Regions from separate parts of the Zea mays genome. Here region 2 is linked to region 1. A link is a contact called in public Hi-C data. All regions are on one chromosome and are shown on one strand. The core of a region is the stretch at or near the end of the contact, and the rest is flanking DNA. Distances in the headings are between cores, read along the strand shown. Region 1 holds the start of LOC100192576. Region 2 holds the start of LOC103635290 (phosphatidylinositol/phosphatidylcholine transfer protein SFH6).

Region 1 (3,802 bases), core at 993-3,492:
GGGCGAGGTGGAGACCACCTTCTGAGGTCGAGGTTGAGGCCGAGCCCTGGGGTCGGGCGAAGCGGAGACCACCTCCCGAGGCCGAGGCCCAGGGTCGGGTGAGGCGAAGCTTCCTGTTGCGCCTGAGGCTAGACTTAGCTGTTGTCAGCCTCACCCTGGTGGGTGGCACAACAGTCGGAGAGAGGCGAGCGGCGCTGTTTTCATGTCAGGTCGGTCAGTGGAAGGGCGAAGTGAACGCGGTCACTTCGACCTTGCCGACTGAGGCACGTGTGTCAGGATAAGGTGTCAGACGATCCTCGCATTGAATGCGCCTGTGATACGATCGGTTGGTGAGACGATTTAGCCAAGGTTGCTTCACAACGAAGCCTGCCCGAGCTGGGGTTCGGGCGAGACGAGGGTGCTTCTGTTGCTTGAGGAGGCCCTCGGGCGAGGCGTGAATTCGCCTGGAACTACTGTTCCCGCCCGAGGCTGGACTCGGGCGAGGCGAGATCGCATCCCTTGAGTAGACGAAGCCTTGACCTGAATCGTGCCCATCAGTCTCTGCAGCTTGTGCTGATGGTGATTACCAGCCGTGTTTAGAAGTGTTGAATGTACCTCTAATTACGGTACCCGACACATATATTTTCGCTTAAGGCCCCTGAATTGTGAGGACCGGCCCTGATATATATAGGACCAAGCAAAGAAACACTATGCCTTGTAAGTTTCAGAAGAAGAAAACAAAACATTATGCCTTGTGGTGTGTGACCGAACTTGGCTTGGCTGGGTTCTTCACGGCTCATTTTGTTTTATTTGTAGAATTTGCTCCTTTCCGTTCTCTGTAAAAATCTTATGACCTGTTTATAAAAATTATCGATCAAACGGCCTCGTGGTTTTGCCTGTGATTGTGACGCAGACGATATGAGAGTGAGTAACCGGTTGAATCAGCTGGCAGTGGCAGTTAGGCGTAGATATCGAGTCAGCTCGGCTCGGCTCGACCGAGCTTGAGCTGGCTTGTTAACCAACCGTTTGGTTGAGGAGCGGGGGAGAATAGAGTGGTTTCATTCCAATTTTCTGAGCGTTTGGTTTCCAACAAAATAAGAGTGGAACGGCTATCAGATCTTCATATAGAAATTTACTATAAGTAGTTGAAATACTCTCGCTCCAAAAAACGGCCGAATGTGAGCGCTCTCTCGGACGTGAGTGCTCTCCCTCCTCTCCTCCCCTCTACACTCATACGACTCTCAAACCAAACAAAGAATGAAACGGCTCCGCTCTATTCTACTCTTCAACCAAACAAAAAATATAGCGGCTCTGCTCTTCTTGCCAAACACAGAATAGAACGGCTACATTCTCAAATACTGGTATGGAGCCACTCTATTCTATTTGACTCTCCAACCAAATGTATCCTAAGAGAACAAGCTGGCTCGGCTCGACTCGTTAAGAAACCGAGCCAGAGAACCAGCTCAGCTCGTTTGCGAGCTCGAGCTAGCCCGTTTAGCTCGCGAGCCCAACAAAAAATAGTATACAGGTATATATACAACAATATAATCAATTGCTAGTTAATTTCATACTAATTTAATACTAGAAAAGGCTAACAATACTCATATTTTATATATCACATCAGTTAAACCCTAAACTAACATAGTTCATCACTTATTAATTCATCCAATACAAGTATAGACTTTGTTTTACAGATAAATACTAGCTCATTCGAGCTAACGAGCTGGCACGAGCTCGTGTCAAGCTGGCTCGTTAACGAACCGAGCTGAGATGTTAGCTTAGCTCGTAATAAAATTGAAACGAGCCGAGTCGAGCTGAGCCGAACTAACCACGAGTCTGAGCGAGCTCACGAGTCACGAGTATTTTGTCCGATTTTAGACGGTGGCAGCATCTAAGCCTATCAAATAAAGCCACGTAGCCCTACAGTATTTCATGAATCCTACCATGTTTTTTTGATGTTATGATGAATAGCATTTCCTATCTGCTAATCGGCACTTTCCCTGCTGGGTGCTAGCTTGTCTGTCATCCATGCATGGATTCAATCACAGCATCATTCGGTCACTGCTCACCAGTCATCAGTCACTACTTCATCACCACCCAGGCCCCAGCAGGGGAGGAGGAGGGGCAGCGGCAATCCACCCTGCCTCTGCCTGCCACACGGAAAGGCCTGGCCCAGACCAATGCGCCCGTTTTCACTCTAGTGTAGTGTTGCCACGGCCGGAAGAGGAACCGCTGTCGGCCTGCTCCACCTCCACGGCTCCACCTGTCTGCTCTCTGTCTGTCCCGCGTCCTCCTCCGCAGCACGACGACCGCATCGCGTTCTACGTTCTCCGCCCTCTCCGCTCCCCCTACTCTGCTTGGTTTCCCAGAAGATTTGATTGGTTTCCCCAAATCCGGTGACTCCATTCCTGTTGTTCTTCACGTCGACCCCGGGAACCTCCCAGAAGGCTCTAGCGACCCCGGCGGTATCGGCCTCTCCCTCTCCCTCTCCAAGATCCGTCCCTTCTTCCCCGTCGATTAGCGTCTGCCTCCTCCATTGCCGCTTGCATTTTTAATACCCGTCTCTTGGTGCATGTAGCTCTGAGTGCTGTGCTGCCGGCGGCGAGATCCAGGAGCTGCCTGCCATGGTGAAGGACAGCGCCTACTACGACGTCCTAGGGGTCAGCGTCGACGCGTCCTCCGCCGAGATCAAGAAGGCGTATTACATCAAGGTGACCCCCACCATCTCCTTACGCCTCGGCCGCGCCCCTCCTCGCTTGCATGTTGTGACGCGGATAGGTAGCTAGTGGACTCGCCTTTTTTTCTCAATTGCTTGGGTGCCTGTTTTCTTCAGGCGAAGCTGGTGCATCCGGACAAGAATCCCGGGAACCCTGACGCCGCACTCAAGTTCCAGGTAGGTTCTCCCTGTGGGATCCGTTATGTATAAGACCATTGACTGCCCTCGAATACCATGTGTCCATCGGAAGATAAAATTCTCTGAAACAAGCCAACATTGAGGCCTTTTGGCTACACAATTAAATCATCAATGTTCTAAAGGTTGCTTTGATTTTCTAGGGATACCATAGCTTTGCAGGGTGCCATCTTTTCTTAGTTTCCCATGTGACAGTGTTTGGTTATTAGTTTCCCATCACTGACGGTGCTTCATTTTCTGAATGTGATACGATATTGGTTTTTTACTAGTTTGAGTTTGATCTTTCTCCAATTGAAATACCTAAACTGTCGACTGGTATTGTGCATGCATAATCTTTGGGACGGATTGGTATGACCTCTGTATGTTCTGACTGCTACAAAATATTGAACTAAATCACTTGGTCTTAACAGGAACTTGGAGAGGCCTATCAAGTTCTTAGTGATCCTGGGAAAAAGGAGGCTTATGATAAGTATGGAAAGGAGGGTATTCCCCAGTAAGTCATGATTCATTTCTGATATTTGGTAAATATTAAGTATATATTTTCTGAAAAAAAGGCAGTCTGCTCATGATTATTCAGATTGAAGTGATTTATCTGCTTTGGGGCATAGAACATGATAGTGCTTAGGATGGATACATAGCATCACAGTGTGCGAGCTATAAAAGAATGCCTGTTTTAGGGAAAGCAGGCAACTGAATGTTGCTCATTGCTTCTATGCAAAAAAAGAGGATGTAAATTGCTTGTGCATTATTCTGTTAATCATTTTCTTACTTTCTTAGTTGTTTTACAACTCATTCAGGGATAACATGGTGGATCCTGCTGCTGTCTTTGGGATGATTTTTGGAAGTGACTATTTTGAAGATTACGTTGGCCAGCTTGCTCTAGCATCTATAGCCTCAGTAGAGGTTGATGAA
Region 2 (3,515 bases), core at 260-2,759, 150 kb before region 1:
ATCCTTGATGGAATCCCCCCTTTCGGTCTTCTTTTTGCTTCTCCTTCTCAGGGAATGCCTGAATTTGTTCCCCGCGTTAATTGCTTTTTTCTTGAAAGATCCGATCTTAGTCTTCTTATCTCCTTCTGAGTTGTCTGCATCAGATCTGCTCTCTTTCCTTTCATCGTTATGTACAAACCCTTCAAAACCTGCAAAGGCTGTCTCAGTTTTCCATCTCAAAATCCAAGCAAAGAGCTATTTTTGTTCCGTAGCAGCAGTTACTCTTAGGTGGGTTAGACTAGACAGAAAATTGTGCTTTACAATGAGAAGCTAGAACTGCAACCTGTCTATTAGATGAATGCTAAACCAGAGGCGCTCTGAGAGATGTTAATATCGGTATGAACAGACCTTCATAGACACAAAGAGTACATGGTAATAAACTAATAATAGTTGAGGCATTGAGTGGTTGAATGATTTATGAACTTGTTAATTTGCACATGTTACAACATTGCTATATGTCGATTATCTGCATTAACTCAGCTTCAAGCATAAGGTTTAAGCCCTCTAAAGAGCATCTCCATTCTCCAACAAGGTGTCTCAAAATAATGCCCAAAAATTTAAACACTACATTATTTAAAGTGTTTAGGCCACTAAAAATAAATTGAGCTCCAACATTTAGACCCTAAATCATGTATTTTAGGAAGTATATTACATTATTATGAACGAAAATGTCGAGAATGATGTAGAAAATAAGTATAGAGCACTAACCGGGTTGTAATATATTTGGATCACTTTATGGTGTGCCCTATATTTGTTTGATAAAAATTTATAAAACAAAGCACTGTTTTTATGAGTTGAGCTCTATATTTCAAGATAGAGCACTGATTTAAGACACTGTTGTAGATGGGGAACAGGCACAGCTTAGGCAGTTGGTAAACAATCTACTTCTGTATTAAGATTTTTTTTTCAAAAACAAAGTACGTTGGATTTTTTTTCCTAGCCCCCGAACCTATAAGGCTATAACCATGCAGGAACACTATTACCCAAACAGAACTCCCTCAATTTGAAAGAAACAAGGAAGAACAAGATGAACCAATAGCACGCGCTAATTCGTCGGGAATCGATTGGTTGCGTCCCAACGGGAAGAAGCACTTCATACTCACATGGCCTAGCAAGTCGGTCGAGGGGGGCTGACATCCCGTCTGCCGATGCCAGAATCGGTCCCCGGAACAAACCCCAAGTTCAGAATCCCCTGCAACCGGCCATTCGGGAGAAAAACACTGATTGATGAACCGTGAACGGTGCACCAGAAGTCGAAATTTTTAACAGCCCCTTTCTTCTTACCTGTTCCAATTTGGATATCGGGAGCCGGTGGTTTTGTCCACGAGGAGAGCCGAGAGCGCCTGCCTCTGCCAGTCTGCCGCTCTGCTTTTCAATGGGTGGCGGTGGAGGTGGAGGTTGGGGTGGGGCGAGGGAGATGCTGCGAGGTCCCGGTCACTTCCCGAGTGGACCCGGCTCATGCACCCGGACCAGCCGAACGGTTGAGCTGTGCCCATGGACCTTATTCGGTGTGTCTGGTAGGCTCGTTTACATTTGGATTCGGAGGCGCGTGCCCTGGGCCTGGCACGATTTCTGTGGGGACCACGGAACAGTGGCCGTGAACCGTAGACCGCGTTCAAGGAGAGTGTGCCGGTGATGTGACGCGTGGAGGAGGGGTTGGCCAGGTCGGACTGGAGATTAATGGTTTCGTTTGGTTGGAGGAGTTGGACAAACTCCTCTCTCGGCACTCTGAGCTCCGCTGGTGGTTCCGTGATTATTTTTAGGGAATGGAAACCTTTTGCCGTCTCTCTTGATCAGTTGCGGCTGCTGCATGCCATGTTTTTAGTTTACCAAAGAGGAAGTGACTAGACAAATAATCTGGTCTGGATTTCGTGGCTACAAGAACAAGAAACCTTTTCGGACATACTCTATGTTACAGTATGTCTTTATATAATGGTGGAGTAGCCTGTTCCTGACCAGACCAAGAAAAACAACGCTAATATCTCAGCCCGGCACATTAAATGTATGTAACTATTGTAGTATTCGCAGCCGCAGCCGTAAACGGATTAAAGATGCAGCAAACCGATACATATTTGAAACTCTAATGGAACTACGGTTAAACAATAGCAGTAAATTTCGTGCTGGGATGCATAGTATCAGCAGTAGTACGCAGTCAGTAACTGCCAGTAGCACAGTGCAGTAGCCCGCCAAGTGCCATTGTGCTCTCTCTTCACTGTCCTGTGTTTTTTTCTGCTGGCATTCATGGCATCAATCAGAAACAGTGGCCAAACAAATTGGCACATCGATGGGGTCGGCACCGAGGGAACTTTCTGTCCATGTCTACGCATCCGATCCGCTAGCTACGCTACCTCTGCCTGAATATCTTTAGTTGTTACACTGATTGCAAAACACCCGTGAGCCATGCTAATTAAAGCGGCTTTGGCTGTCATCGCATCACACGGGAACGGGGCTGTTGGCGAATCAAACAGGTTCGTAGCGTGATCTGATGAAAACCTGAAGGACGAAAGGATTAAAGAGAGCATGCGCCTATATATATATATATATATATATATATATATATATATATATATATATATATATATATATATATATATATATATATATATATATATATATATATATATATATATATATATATATATATATATATACGGCGGCACTAAAATGCACCTGGGTGCATTCTCTATATTGAATGCACCCACCTGCAATAACATCTCGAGCACGTCTCGGCCTCCTGTATGCGCGTCTTCCTGCCCCCCGCCGCCGCGCGCCACCCTCTCCCTCACCGCCGCCGAGTGCCACCCTCTCCCCCACCGCCGCCGAGCGCCACCCTCTTCCCCACCGCCGCCGAGCGCCTCCCTGTCCCCGCGCCGTCGCGTGCCTCCCTGTCCCCGCGCCGCCGCGCGCCTCTCTGTCAGCGCGCCTCCATGTCCCTCGCATTAGGTGTGATTGCAACTGTTGTACAATTCTACCCAAATATCTGTTAAAAATGTAAACACAATGATTGCAACTGCTGGTGTGTTGTAATTGCAACTGCTGGTGTGGTGTGGATGCAACTGCTGAATTGCTCTGATGTGATTGCAAGTACTGAATAACTCTGAAAATTTTGTTAAAAAAATATGATTGCAACTGCTGGTCTGGTGTAATTGCAACTGCTGGTCTGGTGTGATTGCAACTTCTATATAACTATGTCCAAAATTTTGTTAAACAAACAATGATTGCAACTGCTGTCTGGTGTAATTGCAACTGTTGGTCTGGTGTGATTGCAACTTCTTTATAACTATGTTCAAAAATTTGTTAAACAAACAATGATTGCAACTGTTGTCTGGTGTAATTGCAACTGCTGGTCTGGTGTGATTGCAACTTCTATATAACTATGTCCAAAAATCTGTTAAACAAACAATGATTGCAACTGTTGTCTGGTGTGATTGCAACTGCTTTCTAGTGTAATTGCAACTGCTGGTCTGGTGTGATTC

What was found. Hi-C and Micro-C count contacts between places; a contact is called where the count stands out from the background.
Region 2: a Hi-C map of endosperm shows a contact between it and region 1, with 5 times the contacts expected there. The contact joins the promoter of LOC103635290 here to the promoter of LOC100192576 in region 1. A contact is called at or near these places in 9 of 25 Hi-C or Micro-C datasets (ear, endosperm, leaf and 2 more) and 2 of 3 datasets of contacts at active chromatin or transcription factors (leaf and seedling).

The regions. Positions count from the first base shown.
Region 1 is chr8:64,633,698-64,637,499 of Zm-B73-REFERENCE-NAM-5.0, reverse strand. It overlaps LOC100192576, which reads left to right and starts at 2,242. Exons shown (of 9, transcript NM_001137791.2): 1 at 2,242-2,690; 2 at 2,813-2,872; 3 at 3,301-3,383; 4 at 3,688-3,802. The coding sequence starts at 2,604.
Region 2 is chr8:64,787,836-64,791,350 of Zm-B73-REFERENCE-NAM-5.0, reverse strand. It overlaps LOC103635290 (phosphatidylinositol/phosphatidylcholine transfer protein SFH6), which reads right to left and starts at 1,509. Exons shown (of 14, transcript XM_020542484.2): 1 at 1,324-1,509; 2 at 1,143-1,231; 3 at 1-188. The coding sequence starts at 1,176. LOC103636978 (protein TIFY 11b) reads left to right here and starts at 2,778. Exons shown (of 3, transcript XM_020542998.1): 1 at 2,778-2,900. The coding sequence starts at 2,778.